2 separate regions of the Mus musculus genome follow, and region 2 is linked to region 1. A link is a contact called in public Hi-C data. All regions are on one chromosome and are shown on one strand. The core of a region is the stretch at or near the end of the contact, and the rest is flanking DNA. Distances in the headings are between cores, read along the strand shown. Region 1 holds the start of Cfap54 (cilia and flagella associated protein 54). Region 2 has its middle 40 kb from the start of Gm40742.

Region 1 (6,861 bases), core at 2,771-5,270:
AACAAAAACCTGTCTTGGACGGTGATGACTGAGCAGAGAACTAAAGGAACAGAGAGAGAGAGAACTAGAAATCTGGAAGAAAAACCTCCCAGACAAAGGAAACCACAAATATTGCCTCTGGAGCAAGAAAACAGAGTGTTTCTCTGGCAAGTTCCAAGTGTTGAGCTCGGACAAGGGAGAGGCAGGGTCAGATCCTCAGACCCTGGAGAACACTGAGGGTCTTAATTGCATGCTAGGAGCCAGGGCAATCAATAGACTTTAGCTAAGAGCAGCTGACCTGCTTGTAAAGATCACCCTGACCGCTACGTGGAGGATATTTGAGTCGGAGGGCAGGACAAAGAAAAGCAGAGCTCTGGACTGGAATGCTGAGAATGGGGATTCTTAGAGGTTGTACAAATGGAAACCACTCCGATAGAACCTGTGTGGGAGAGAGGGTGGGTGTGCAGGGTGCTTCTCCTCGGGTCTCACTCAGCTGGCCTTGAAAGCAGGATCCTGCGACTCAGCCTCCCAGATGCTGGGCTGATACGTGTGCAACACTAGGCTCAGCTAAAGCCGTTATTTTAGTTTACTATTGTATCTTATTTGTCCTCACTCCTCGGTCCGTTCTTGCTCCTCTATCAGCAGGATGTGCCGAAGTGGATTCTTCCCTCCCCGTGAATCGCTTTCTCTCCCTGCTCTGGGAGCACCAGCTACTTCCTGGTTCTACTCCCACCTTGCTGGCCTCTCAGTCTCTGCTGGTTACTATTGGATGGAACATCCCTGTCCTTTACTGCCCTCTGCACCTACACCCACTCCCTTGCCTAAGTCTATTGCTCATCATATTAAACGTCATTAATGGGTTGATGAAGCCCAAATGTGCTTCTCTTCTGACCTCCAGCCCTGCCTGGATGCTGAGTCACAACTGCAGTACCTCCAAAATCAAACTCTCCATTTTATTTTCTCCCATCTAAAGCTGACCTTCCCACTGTCACAATGCTGCCCAGCTTCTTCACACCTGCCACTGTCCGTGTAGCCTACTCAACAAACAAACCCTTATACATTGTCCCCACTTCTCCTCAACAATTTCCCTCTTCCTCTTTCCTCCTCCCCTTCCTCCTCCCTCTGTCCTCCCTCTCCCCTCTCCTCTTCTTCCTCTTCCTCTTCCTCTTTCCCCACTCCTTCTCTTTCTTCTTTTTTTTCAAGACAGGGTTTCTCTGCATAGCCCTGGCTGTCCTGGAACTCATTGTATAGATCAGGCAGGCCTTGAATTCATAGAGATCCTCCTGCCTCTGCCTCCCAAGTACTGGGATTAAAGACATATGCCACCACCACCTGGCTTTGTCCCCAACTTTTTAAAAAAGATATATTTATTTATTTTATGTATATGAGTACACTGTAGTTGTCTTCAGACACACCAGAAGAGGGCACCAGATCCCATTGCAGATGGTTGTGAGCCACCATGTGGTTGCCAGGAATTGAACTCAGGACCTTTAGAAGAGTAGTCAGTGCTCTTAACCACTCAGCCATCTCACCAGCCCCATCCTCAACTTTCTAAAACAAGAAAAAATAAGACACTTTTTTTTTCCTGGTTTTTCTCTATCTATGCTCCCTGCCATCCCATTTCCAATGGCAACACTCATCAGATACCCCTTGGTCCTCTCCCCTACCTTACTCTTCAGGGAAGAGTAAGCACTCTCTTTGTAAAATGCATCTGCCTGGCTTCTCCCTTACTTCTAGTGGATGCAATATGAGGCCCCTAAAAGATGTATGAAAAAACAAGTAGAACTGAACATTACATACACTGTATTTTCTTCTATTCGCTCACACACACACACACACACACACACACACACACACACACACACACACACACACATCTATATGCTCTAGTTTGATTTCTGTTGCTATGATAATCACCATAACCACAAGTAATTTGGGCAGGGAAAGGTTTATTGCATCTTGTGGGTTACAGTCCATGACCAAGGGGAAACAAACAGGGCAGGATCTCAAAGTAGGAACCTGGAAGCAGGAACTGAAGCAGAAGCCACGGAGGAACACTGGTTACTGGCTTGTTTACCCTGGCTTGCTTGGCTATTTCCCTTGGGCAACCCAGGGCCACCTGACCAAAAGCAGCACTCACTGCTCAGGATAGACTGCACCCTCTGATATTATCAGCAGTCAATAAAATGCCCTACAGTCATGCCACACGGCCAATCCGATGGAGGCAATTCCTCAAGAAGAGGTCCCTTCTTCCCAGGAGAGTCAAGTTGACAAGCAAGATTAGCCATCACATGACAAAGAATCCCTTATGAATTAGGCACAAGAAGAGATGAGCTATACTAGGGTGGAAAATGTATAACAAACTGTATAAAAGCTACATGAATATGGTGACTCTCAAAACATCTAACTATATGTGGGTCTTGGCCACCCAAATATGTATTTTTCTCCTTCCTTATTGAAACATTTTTCCCATGTATAGAAGGAATTTACACTTTCTCCTTGGTCCATCTGCATCCCTAGCATCATTATTCTTGTGCTTCATAATTATTATTAAGCAAAATACGGGTCATGTTAGCACAAATCCTGAGTTTCTATGACAGTCGATCTGATAATCAAGATGGCTAACTAACAAATGGACCGACGAAGCCTACAGTGTCAGTGTGCTGGACAAAGGGGTGAATTCAAACCCTGGGTGGGTCAGAACAGTGCAGAGCAAGATTTTGTCAGACTGCTCAGAAGGGACTATAAACAACGCCAATTGTTTGTTTCTGGAATTTTCCATTTAAGATTTGCATAGCCTTTGACCACAGGTAAGTGAAACTTGGGGTGGGGGGAGTAGATAAAGGGATGGTGGGAATGCTGTGCCCCATGTTTGTTTAGTACAAGACTATACTCACAGAAATATATGATTTGGGGGAGAGGGGTTTATTGTTAACTTGATGCCTTCCTAGTTTTGAGAAAAGTACCTGTCAAAAATATGTCTACTCAACAAATCATTAAGATGTTTGGTTGAATTATAAATGTAAGTTAAAAATGTGTAATCAGATTAAATGCATGACCAAAACATGTAAGTTTAAAATACTCACCAGAAAAAAAAAAGTTATTTGCCTGTCTGGTATTCTTCGCTGCTTCCCTATGTCTTGAAACTACTCATTTTGGAAAGCATTAGACCAGAAAAAAGATGGCAACATGAACAAAACCAAATCTTAGAAACTGGTAGTTTTCAGTTCACAGAAATAAGTTGGAAAAACAAACAAAAAACCCAATCAGACGCTCACAAAGAGCCACCAAGTCAAGGGGAAAAGAAGTTTCTGTAATCCCAACGGAATATAAAGAGAATAAAATGTACATGTTCACAATATGACAGACTTGGTTGAGACCTAAATTCAAGGACCTGAGCAACTGCCTCAGAGTTGGTCTTAAGTCTACTTTTGTCCTGTTTTGCGACCCATGAGTGAGCCAAGAGAGGCCATGAGAACGCTGAGACCAAACCCAGTGTTAGGAAATACTTCTGTGCAGATTTTTATTTTGACCTGAGAAGGAAGACATGAAACGTGTAGGGGGAGCTAAGGGCTGTAAGAGCTGGGAGTGGCTACAGCTCAGCTTGTCTCCAGGGCCCCACCCCTGTCGTGGTCCTCCAATGGCATCTCCAGGCGCCCTCCCCAGCACCCTGCCTCAGCTTACCACCTCCGATGGAATTCGTACTTCTGTTCCATTGAGGTGGCTAGAGCCTTCTTCTTCTTCATAAAGCCCAACAGCTCCCGGATCTCCTTCTCGCAAGAGGCCAGGAGTGGGTTTTTACTGTCCAGGGGCCCGTAGAAGGCGGCAGAGGGCAGCGAGTCCTCGGAGTGGGTACATTGCGGCGGGTCGGTCGAACTCGACTTGGACTCGCTGGGCGACTTGAGAACCGCGGTAGAGGTCGGCGGCGGCGTTGGGGGCAGATGCACCGGCGACACCGATGTCTCAGAGTCTGGGGACTCCTCAGAAGAACTGGAGGAGCTTCTGGAGGACGCCATGTCTATCAGAGTTCAGCAGGCTAGAGGCTGGTGGACAAGCGGTTGCCAAGCAACGATCTCCCGGCAACCAAGCCACCTGCACGCTCTCCGGAAGCACAGCGGCCCCTAGAGGGTGAGGAAAGTACAAACAGCCTGGAAAGGCAGGATGCTCTGAATGGCTGGCTATGTGTGTAACCCACTCTGGCCTCAAACTCACTATCCTCCAGCCTCAGTGTCTTGAGTGCTGGGATTACGGACATTCACATCCAACGCCGCTTGAGAGAGGGCTTTAAAGCAAAGAACCAATAAAGAAAATTACCATCAAAAATTCATACAATGTTTTCCCTATTTGGACCACCTACTAATATCCATGGTTACAATCATTAAGATGTATTGGGCATTATTCCAAGCATTTTGAGACATTACCTGTCTCATTAATCGTCATGACTTCATACCTCAGCTTCTATCCTATCTCCTCGGTTTCACAGCTTAGGGGAACATAGCTTGACTTTGACCAAACTCAGAGGATAACTGAGAATCAGGGGACAAGTCCTAATTATGTGCTGCAAAGCCAGTGATCATAAGAAATCTGCCGTCCTGGTGATGCCCCCAAGAGAAAGCACTGAAGCTGAATTCCCAAACCGAAATTAGGGAACTCCCTGACAATCTGGTTAAGACAAGCACCTTGTGTGGCTATGTTCTCTTCCCGCTGCAGTTTGAGTTTGTGAGTAATGATCATGAGTTACTGCCACTTCAGCCTTATCCTAAATGTCACGGTGTTCTAAATCAATATGCCTTTTGCTCAACTTTAACTCCTTGACATTAATATATGCTAAATGGTTTGAAGTGTTAACTCTCCAAATACTTTTTGTTTTTAAACGGGGAGATGGGAGATTTTTTTTTTCTCTCTGATGGACAAACTGTAGGTCTCAGAGGAAATGCTTAACACTAAAAAATGTTCTTTTCTTGCATCTCATGGGCCACAATGAGTCAAATTTATTAATTTGGGATTTGAATTTCAGCTAGCGGACATACTTTTCCTTACAAATTATGCAAGCCCAAAGAAATATTGAAGAACCAGAGATAGAGAGGTTGGCTTCAAAAACAAGGTCTTTAAACACTGAAAACGACTACCAATTCTTTCACATGCAAAATATAGACGGTGACCTTGGTATCCACTGAATAGTAAAGAAGCTCACTGGGCCACAGCCTTATCTCTTCCAGCTCCAAGCCCATTTCTTTCAAGCATCTGTACTAATTTGTAAGGTTGGTCTTCTCTGTCCTATGCACTGTACCTTAATATTCTTGGAAGGAAGATCACAGGGGAAATCACTTATTGGAGCAGGTAATTATGGCTAAAGAATCTTCCAGTGACACACAAGAGCAGGGACCTCTCTGTCAGGGCCCAGTTCTCCATCCAAGAGGCAGCACCTATTCTTGATGCACAATATTTTGTATTGGAGATGAGCAACAAACTTTAACATATTTAAAGAATGCAGGTTGGGAGGGGGAGGCGTCCATTGAGCTTTTGCCAAAAAAAAAAGAAAAAAAAATAATAGACACCTTTTAGTAATAGGCTTGGTAAATTCTCCCAGATCCCATTTTCCCTTGTTTGCAGATAGCAGCTCTGTCCACTTCAGATCAAAAGCCAGTGCAAATTGCCACTGAGAATGATCTGTTGTAGCAACGAATAGAATCGGCAGGAGGCAGGATCCAATTAAATTAAAGTGGTCAGAGGAGAGGAGAGAGCAGAGAACAAAGTGGGCTCGCTCCTTCCCAGCTTCTTGCGAATGACCTTTTCTCGTAGTGTACAGATTTCAAAGTCGCTGGTGGAAAAAGAAATGTGACGAAACTCAAGTGCTTGAATTATGAAACGGTCTATCTTAGTCATCGCGTGCGTCCCCCTCCCCCACCCGCCCTGCACTCTCTTCTGCTAACAATGCCTCACTCACTCGCAGTGGGTTCTGGAAGCCTGTCTGAATATTTAAATGGGTGTTAGATTCTGAATCATCATCGTGGAAGATGGAAGTTTCCATTATATTTCTTTTAAATTATATTTAAGGTTTTTTTTTTTTTTGAACACTTTCGGAGATCTTTCCTTCGTGTGGTGATAAAATGTGGCCTTCAGAATACCCTTCCTTTTCCTGTGTGACTTTTACTTACTCTCCCCTGTAATGAAAGACTGGTCTGAGGCAACCACTGGCCAGGCAGGCTGATGTAAATAGCTTCCTCATAAATAATGCAAATTGCTGTTTCTTATAATTAGTGCCTTTGCCAGCCGCAGAGATTCTTTCTGCTCATTCCAAATTCTTTTATATCTTAAGCTATGGTTAGAGAAGTAATAAATAAGATTAGTGGCTTGGTTTTCTTGTTGTTGTTTTCTGTTAGATATTTAGCTGTTAAATCACTTAGACTGGTTCTAAATAGAAATGTATGATCCTTTAAAAAAGCAAGTTACAAAATCCTCCCTTTCCCACTTTCACTACTATGTAAGTTCGCGTTGTGGTTTCTCGTTTGTTCATCCCTTCAGTCTGTGAAATAACCCCTTTCCTTTGTAGCCTTACAATCTGCACATGCGCTCACGCTCTCCCTGCCAGGGGTAGGGGGGTGGGGAGGGGGGGGAGAAATGCAGGTGTCGAAGGCTGTCTTGAGTGGAAAGCACACTGCGGAATGTACTCCAAGAAGGTCAAAGGATGTTACAGAACTCCCGAGATGAAGCTGAAGGTTGGAGAGAATGGAAGATTGACATGGAGATGATGGCTTAGATATGGACTAAAACTGCCTCTTCTTAGCTGGAAGACCCTGCAACATTTGCTTGCCAGAAAGCACAAGATGAGCTGGAAAGGGGAGCATGGCCAAACACAGTGAGCAGCGGGAGGGTGTGTTT
Region 2 (6,861 bases), core at 2,975-5,474, 310 kb after region 1:
CATGGAGGGATGTTCTTTACTGACTTGCTTCCCCTGGCTTGCTCAGCCTGCTCTCTTATAGAACCAAGACTACCAGCCCAGAGATGGCACCACCTACAAGGGGACCTCCCTCCTTGATCACTAACTGAGAAAATGCCTTACAGCTGGATCTCGTGGAGGCATTTTCCCAAATGAAGCTCCTTTCTCTGTGATAACTCCAACCTGTGTCAAGTTGACACAAAACTAGCCAGTACAGCAGTCCAAATAATAATAATAATTTAATAAATGAATTATATATGTGACAACTTCAGAACAAACACATCACACTAAGTGGAGAAAAACTCAAGAAAATCCCATATAAAAAGCAAGTCAGGGATGGCTGTCCACTGTCTGTCCTTCCATGAAGTATGGTGTGAAAGGGGAGGTTGTGATACTAACATCCTGTTCCCCAATTCGTTCTTGATTTGTCAGTAAAGAAGGCAGGGGTGGGGGCAATTGCTGGGCAGAGGTAGAGGAGGGAATTCCAGGTCCTAGGAGGAAAAGGAGAGGCAGGGAAGGAGAGAGGGGCTTTTTCTGCCATGCTTTGGATGAAGAAGAAAGCATCAATGGTGTAAGGGTGGGGCAGGGATGGGGGTGAGGGTGGGAGGTGGGGAGAGGGGATGGGGGTGGAGCCTGTGGCCTCTGCTACTGTGGTCAAGAATGTTTATCAGGAGCTAGGTGGGACTAGCCACTAAGACAGGGCTTAGCTACACCAATAAGACAATAAGGGATATAAATAGGAAAAGAATTAAAGTATCCTTATTTGCAGATGATGGAACACAGCATGTAAGAGACTAAAACTCTGGGCCTGGAGAGATGGCTCAGCAGTTAAAAGCACTGATTACTCTTCTGAAAGTCCTGAGTTCAAATCCCAGCAACCACATGGTAACTCATAATTTGTAATGAGATCTGATGCCCTTTTCTGGTGTGTCTGAAGACAGCTACAGTGTACTTACATATAATAAATAAATAAATCTTTGAGAGAGAGAGAGAGAGAGAGAGGGAGAACTTCACCAGAAGACTCCTAGAACTAATTAATACTTCCAACAAACTGGCAGAATTCAAAATTTGCCACAATACAACAACAACAATTAGCCTTTCTATAGAGCAACATCAAGCACACTGAGGAAGAAATCCAGGGAGCAATCTCACTCACAACAGCCCCAAAAGGAAGCAAAACAAAACCAGAGACACAAAGCTCACCAAGGAGGTGAGGGACCTTCCTGTCCTCATGAATGGTATAACTGCTGTGAAAAAGGACCATCCTGGCAATGTACAAACTCAATGTAATCCCAGCTAAAATCCTCCGCATGTCATGCTTCACAGAAAAAAGAAAAAAAAATCTTAAAATTCAAGTGGAAACAGAGGAAAGACCCCAGATAACAAAGAAAATTGTCAGTCAAATGAAAGAGGTGACTTAGAGAAAGGAAGAAAAATCTTTGCTAGGTTTACATCTGACAGAGAACTGCTATCAAGGGTATGCAAATAGCTCAAAAACCAGAACCTCTAAGAGGAAAAAAACCAATACCCCCCCAATAAATGAACAATAGAACTGAGTCCCCCCAAAAAAATCTCAAAAGAAATATTAGAAATGCTTAGTAAACACTTCTAAAAATATTCAACATTCTTAGCCACCAAGAAAATGCAAATAAAACTACTTTGAGATTCCATTTTACCTTGATTAGAATGGGCGTCATCAAGAAATCAAATGAACATAAATTTTGGCAAGAATGCAGAGAAAGAGGAAGTCTTTCTCAGGGTTGGTAAGAGGGCAAATTGTGGCAGCCAACATGGAAAGCATCGTAGTGATACCTTGAACAGCCAGAAATAGAATTACCATATGACCCAGCTATTCCATTCCTGGGCATAAACCCAAAGGCTTCTATAGCCAACTACAGAGACTTGCCCATCCATATTCTTTGCCATTCCATTCACAATAGCCAGGAAATAGAATCAGCCTAGGCAGCCATTCACTGATGAGTGGATAACGTAAGTGTAATACGCACATCTGTGAAGATAAATGACACAACAGAATTTGAAGTTGTATGGATGGAAGTGGAGAAAAAAATTATATGAAATAAGAGAACCCAGGAAGAGAAACACAAATGCTCCTATGTGGATCCAAGCTGCTCGCTACTAATTCTGGATGTTCCATTTGAGGTTCCCGTAGAAGCCAGGGAACTAGAAAAAGGCCATTGAGAAGGGCCGTCCTAAGGGGAGATGGACCATATGATGCTGGAGATGGGAAGGTTTAAGAAGGGAGTGAGCCGGGGTAGGGGAGAAGAGGAAGTGGGCAAAGGTTGACTAAACCAAAGAAGGTTTAAAAAAGCTACGTGGGAAACTCTGCAACCAAATTTAAAAAATATATAATGTGGAGGTGAAGAGATGGCTCATTGGTTAAAAAGCACTTCCTGTTCTTTCAGAAGAGCCAAGTACAGATTCCGGCATCCATGTTGGGAGGCTCATAAATACCTGTAATTCAAGCTCCCTGGGACCACATAGCCTCTTTTGGCCTCTGGCTGCAGTTGTACACAAGAGGCATGCGCTCACACACATCTACACCCCAAGATATAAGTAAAGATAAAATACAGAGATATGTACATGTGTATAATTCTGTTAAGAAATAGTTTGGAGGGAGATACACTTCATGGCTGGAAAAAGTGGTGCCTAGATGCTCTGGTTTAAGAAGTAAGAGTTGAGTGGCAGGGATAGGATACCTCCATAGGGTTGCTAGTCAGGAGGACCTCAGGTTCCCAAAACATTACAGGCTCTCACCATTCCTCTTGATTGCTCATTAGAATTAGATAAAATAAGTTTCTATTACTGATATACACACATACATACATATGCATCATATACATAATATATGCATGTAATATATGTGTGCATATACATATATCATATACATATATATGTATGTACATCATATTCCTGTATACATTTTATATATACACACATGAATATAATATACATATATTATTTGTACATACATGTATATCATATACATATATATGTATACACACACATACACATAAATTTCCACACGCCTTGGTAACATGATGTAGAGAACTCCAACAGGAGCTGAGCTGGAAGCTTTCTCCCTGCTGAAAGATGCTGTCCAGGCTGCTTGAAAGAAAAGCATCAACAGTCTTGTCTAGCTGTGTACCTCACAAGTAAGTCCAATAGGCAGTTAAGATATGCCCACTAATGCAGTGGTAGCAGGGCTGTTATGGGGGTAACCAGCTGCTTTTCCCGCTCCACAGGAGACAATCCATGCTTGGTACCATAGGCCTCTCCAAATCCTGGTGAAGGAGGTCATGGGTCCTAAAAGGGAACGGAATACTGTGGTTTTGCTAAGTTCACATAGCATCAAGCTGACTTCTAGATATTTATGTTTTTCTATAGAAAAATGCTACTCTCAGCCTTAATCATAGAAGTTTCTCTTTCTGCAAACGGTGTTGAATACAGATTCTTGGCTACCCAAGGTGCTGGAGAACTGAGGGTCAATGAGTGCTTGACCCTCAGTAAAGCTCCATTATGGGTCTTAGGGAACTCTGAGGTAGAGAGGATAAAACGAATGTAAGAGCTAGAATCCTAGGGTGAGGGTTGCAAAATGACATCTTCCAGGCAAGACAGGATCATTGCAGTCATGAACTCATTGCAGCTACGAATGCTGGCACAGAGTCTGCACAACAGCCCATCAATAGTCATGCATGAATGAAAGAGGGGCTTAAGGGGCTCTACCCTCACTGCTTAACTATGTTCCTGATAGATTCAGGAAGAAGGGGAGTCATGGCCTTCAGTTTCTTGTACCCACTGGTGGCTGCACCATGCTCCAATCCACTGCTCACACAGATGGTCCCGGGCTAAACAGGTCATGAAACCAAACCAAACACCAGGAATCTGAGAAAGAAACTAGTTGTGGGAAGGGTTGGTAAAGATACAGAGATTAGAGAGGGTGTGGTCAGAGAGGTCAGAATGTAGAACCTGCATGCATAAAACTGTCAAAGAAAAATTAATAAGGTTGGGGAGTAGAAAAGGAAACAAGAAGAAGGAAAGAAAAAGAACCTGTGACCATAAGAGCCTTACTCAAGCTGAGCCACAAACTCAGGCCACATTCTCAAGTATAAAATGGGGAGATAGGCTCCACCCGATTCTCTTGTGAGGCTCAGATGGTAGAGGCGGGTCAAGAGGGATGACAGGCCTCAGAAAGCAGGAAGCAGTATTTAGAAGTGGAGAAGTCTTGTTATTATCAGAAGGACCGTCATACCACATAGAACAAAGCCAGCCATCTGCTGTAGCAAAGAATGTTAGCAACAGGAAGTGAGGGTGGCTGGAATTCTGCTTCCGGCTCTGGGTCCAGCCCAAAGGCTCCTCCCTGGCTTGGGGGAAGATTGAGCCTTGCTAAAAGGCATCCTGCAGCAGTCCCTTTTCCTGTCAGATGGACTGCTTTGTGTATGCACTTTTCTGTAGCAGTAGATTGCTCCCTGTGGGTTACGCTCCCAGCCACCCTCCAGAGCCCTCTGGGTTTTCAAATGGAAAACACACACACACAAACACACACACACACACACACACACACACACACACACACACACACACACACACACACACACCAGTTAATTCTGTTAGCAAACACTCTCCTTCAGCACTCCTGAGTTAACATCTTTTAAAATTTAGATTTCATCTCTGCTAGCCCAGGCCCAATCAGGGAAGTGACCCATGGCCACTTACCCTGATTCTTACATGTCAGTGGTCTGGTCTTTCTTCTCCTCTGTCATGTTGATTCTCCTCCTTCCTCTCTCCCAGTTCTTAGCCTGTACAAATCTAAAGGTCCTGCCTCCTACCTGCCCAGCCATTAGCTGTTGGCATCTTTATTTCCCAATCAAAACCAATTGGGCACAGGCACCTACAGTGTCTTACAAACAAACAAACCTGAGAATTAATTTCTTTCTTTCCTTCTTTCTTTCTTTCTTTCTTTCTTTCTTTCTTTCTTTCTTTCTTTCTTTCTTTTTTTTTTTTTTGTTTTTTTTTTTGTTTTTTTGAGACAGGGTTTCTCTGTATAGCCCTGGCTGTCCTGGAACTCACTTTGTAGACCAGGGTGGCCTTGAACTCAGAAATCCACCTGCTTCTGCCTCCCGAGTGCTGAGATTAAAGGCATGTGCCACCATGCTCTGCCAAACCTGGGAATTTCTATGTAGTTTGGAAATCTATTAAATCAAGTCCCCTCTCCTAGCTTGTTTTGCCTTTGGTATCTCTGTAACATTAGCTGTTGGCATCTTTATTTCCCAATCAAAACCAACTGGGCACAGGGACCTGCAGTGTCTTACAAACAAACCTGGGAATTAATTTCTTTCTTTCTTTCTTTCTTTCTTTCTTTCTTTCTTTCTTTCTTTCTTTCTTTCTTTCTTCCTTCCTTCCTTCCTTCCTTCCTTCCTTCCTTCCTTCCTTCCTTCCTTTCTTTCTTTCTTTCTTTCTTTCTTTCTTTCTTTCTTTCTCTCTTTCTTTCTCTCTCTCTTTCTTTCTTTCTTTCTTTCCTTCTTTCTTTCTTTTTTTTTGGTTTTTCGAGACAGGGTTTCTCTGTATAGTCCCCTCTCCTAGCTTGTTTTGCCTTTGGTATCTCTGTAACATTGCTTCTTAGTAGACTATTGGTGGCCCAGTCATTAAACCTTTACCAGCCCTCCCCGCCCTTCCTCCCTCTCCCACACCCCTGATTCGAAATTTGCAGTCTCTCTCCCCTAAATTCACAGTTGAAACCTAATCACCGATGTGACTATATTTAAACATGGTCCCTTGGGGAGTGACCAGGACATGAGGGTAGACTCCTCAAGAATGGGGTCAGCATCCTTATAGAGACCCCAAGAACTGTCTGCCTTCCACCATTCAAGAAAAGGTTGGCACCTCCACCAAGAAGCCAATCCTTACCAGTCCCTTTACCTGCTGATGTCTTGATTTTGGACTTCCCAGTCCCCAGAGCTATAAGAAATAACCTGCTAAATCAATCAAACAGACAAACTAAAGAAATGGCTCGTAATGATATTCCCTGTATTAGAAGACGTGAGCCGGGCATAATCATCAACAGAGAGGCTCTGCCCAGCAACTGATGGAAACGTGCAGAGACCCATAGACCAACAATAGGCAGAAGTCAGTGAATCCTGCCAAGGAGAGGGAGGAAGGAAGGATGCTAGGAGCCAGAGGGGTCAAGGGCCCACAAGAAAACCCACAGAATCAACAGACTCTCAGGAGGACACAGAGATTGACTGACAATCAGGGAGCCTGCATGGGTCTAACCTAAGCCCCCTGCATGTAGGTTATAGTTATGTAGCTTGGTGCTTTTAATGGGACTCTTAGTAGAGAGCTCAGGGGCTGTTTTGATGTTTAGCCTGTTTTTTGGATCCCCGTCTTCCTACTGGGTCACCTTGTCCAGCCTCATTGTGAGGAGAGGTACCTAGTTTTAGTTGCAACTTGATATGCCGTCTTTGTTTGATGGGGAAGAGGGAAAGAGGGGTGACTGGGAGGAGAGGAGGGAGGGGAAGCAGAAGTCAGCATATAATGCATGAGAGAGTAAATTCATAAAAGAAATGTGAGAAAAAGGAAGGAAACAACTTGTTCAAAGGAAGAAAGAGAGAGAGAGGGAGGGAGGGAGGGAGGGAGGGAGGGAGGGAGGGAGGGAGGGGGGAGGGAGGGAGGGAAGGAAGGAAGGAAGGAAGGAAGGAAGGAAGGAAGGAAGGAAGGAAGGAAGGAAGGAAGGAAGGAAGGAAGGGACTCTCTGCAGTTCAAGACACACAGTATGTTTTAGTTAGCAGACCAAACTAAGGACCTTTTACTCAGACTACATGACAT

What was found. A called contact is a pair of places that touch in the nucleus more often than the background predicts.
Region 2: a Hi-C map of bone marrow-derived macrophages shows a contact between it and region 1, with 22 read pairs. The contact joins the enhancer-like site here to the promoter of Cfap54 in region 1. A contact is called at or near these places in 5 of 39 promoter capture datasets (the 3T3-L1 cell line, the C10 cell line, cranial neural crest and 1 more), 1 of 15 datasets of contacts at CTCF or cohesin (large pre-B cells), 4 of 484 Hi-C or Micro-C datasets (the Ba/F3 cell line, the N1E-115 cell line, bone marrow-derived macrophages and 1 more), 9 of 115 datasets of contacts at active chromatin or transcription factors (acute myeloid leukemia, effector CD8 T cells, embryonic stem cells and 3 more) and 2 of 9 other capture datasets (adipose tissue and liver).

What each region holds. Positions count from the first base shown.
Region 1 is chr10:93,077,602-93,084,462 of GRCm38.p6, forward strand. It overlaps Cfap54 (cilia and flagella associated protein 54), which reads right to left and starts at 4,021. Exons shown (of 68, transcript NM_001347060.2): 1 at 3,664-4,021. The coding sequence starts at 3,995. It overlaps Gm32468 (predicted gene, 32468), which reads left to right and starts at 6,635. Exons shown (of 3, transcript NR_168584.1): 1 at 6,635-6,838.
Region 2 is chr10:93,387,132-93,393,992 of GRCm38.p6, forward strand. No RefSeq gene overlaps it. Among named protein-coding and RNA genes, the nearest start is that of Gm40742, 40 kb to the right of the region's middle. Within about 2 kb of position 4,225, at least 48 of the 459 cell types and tissues checked have an H3K27ac peak or open chromatin away from gene starts, as enhancers often do. A contact at or near this core is called in the Ba/F3 cell line, acute myeloid leukemia, adipose tissue and 2 more, where this site is marked.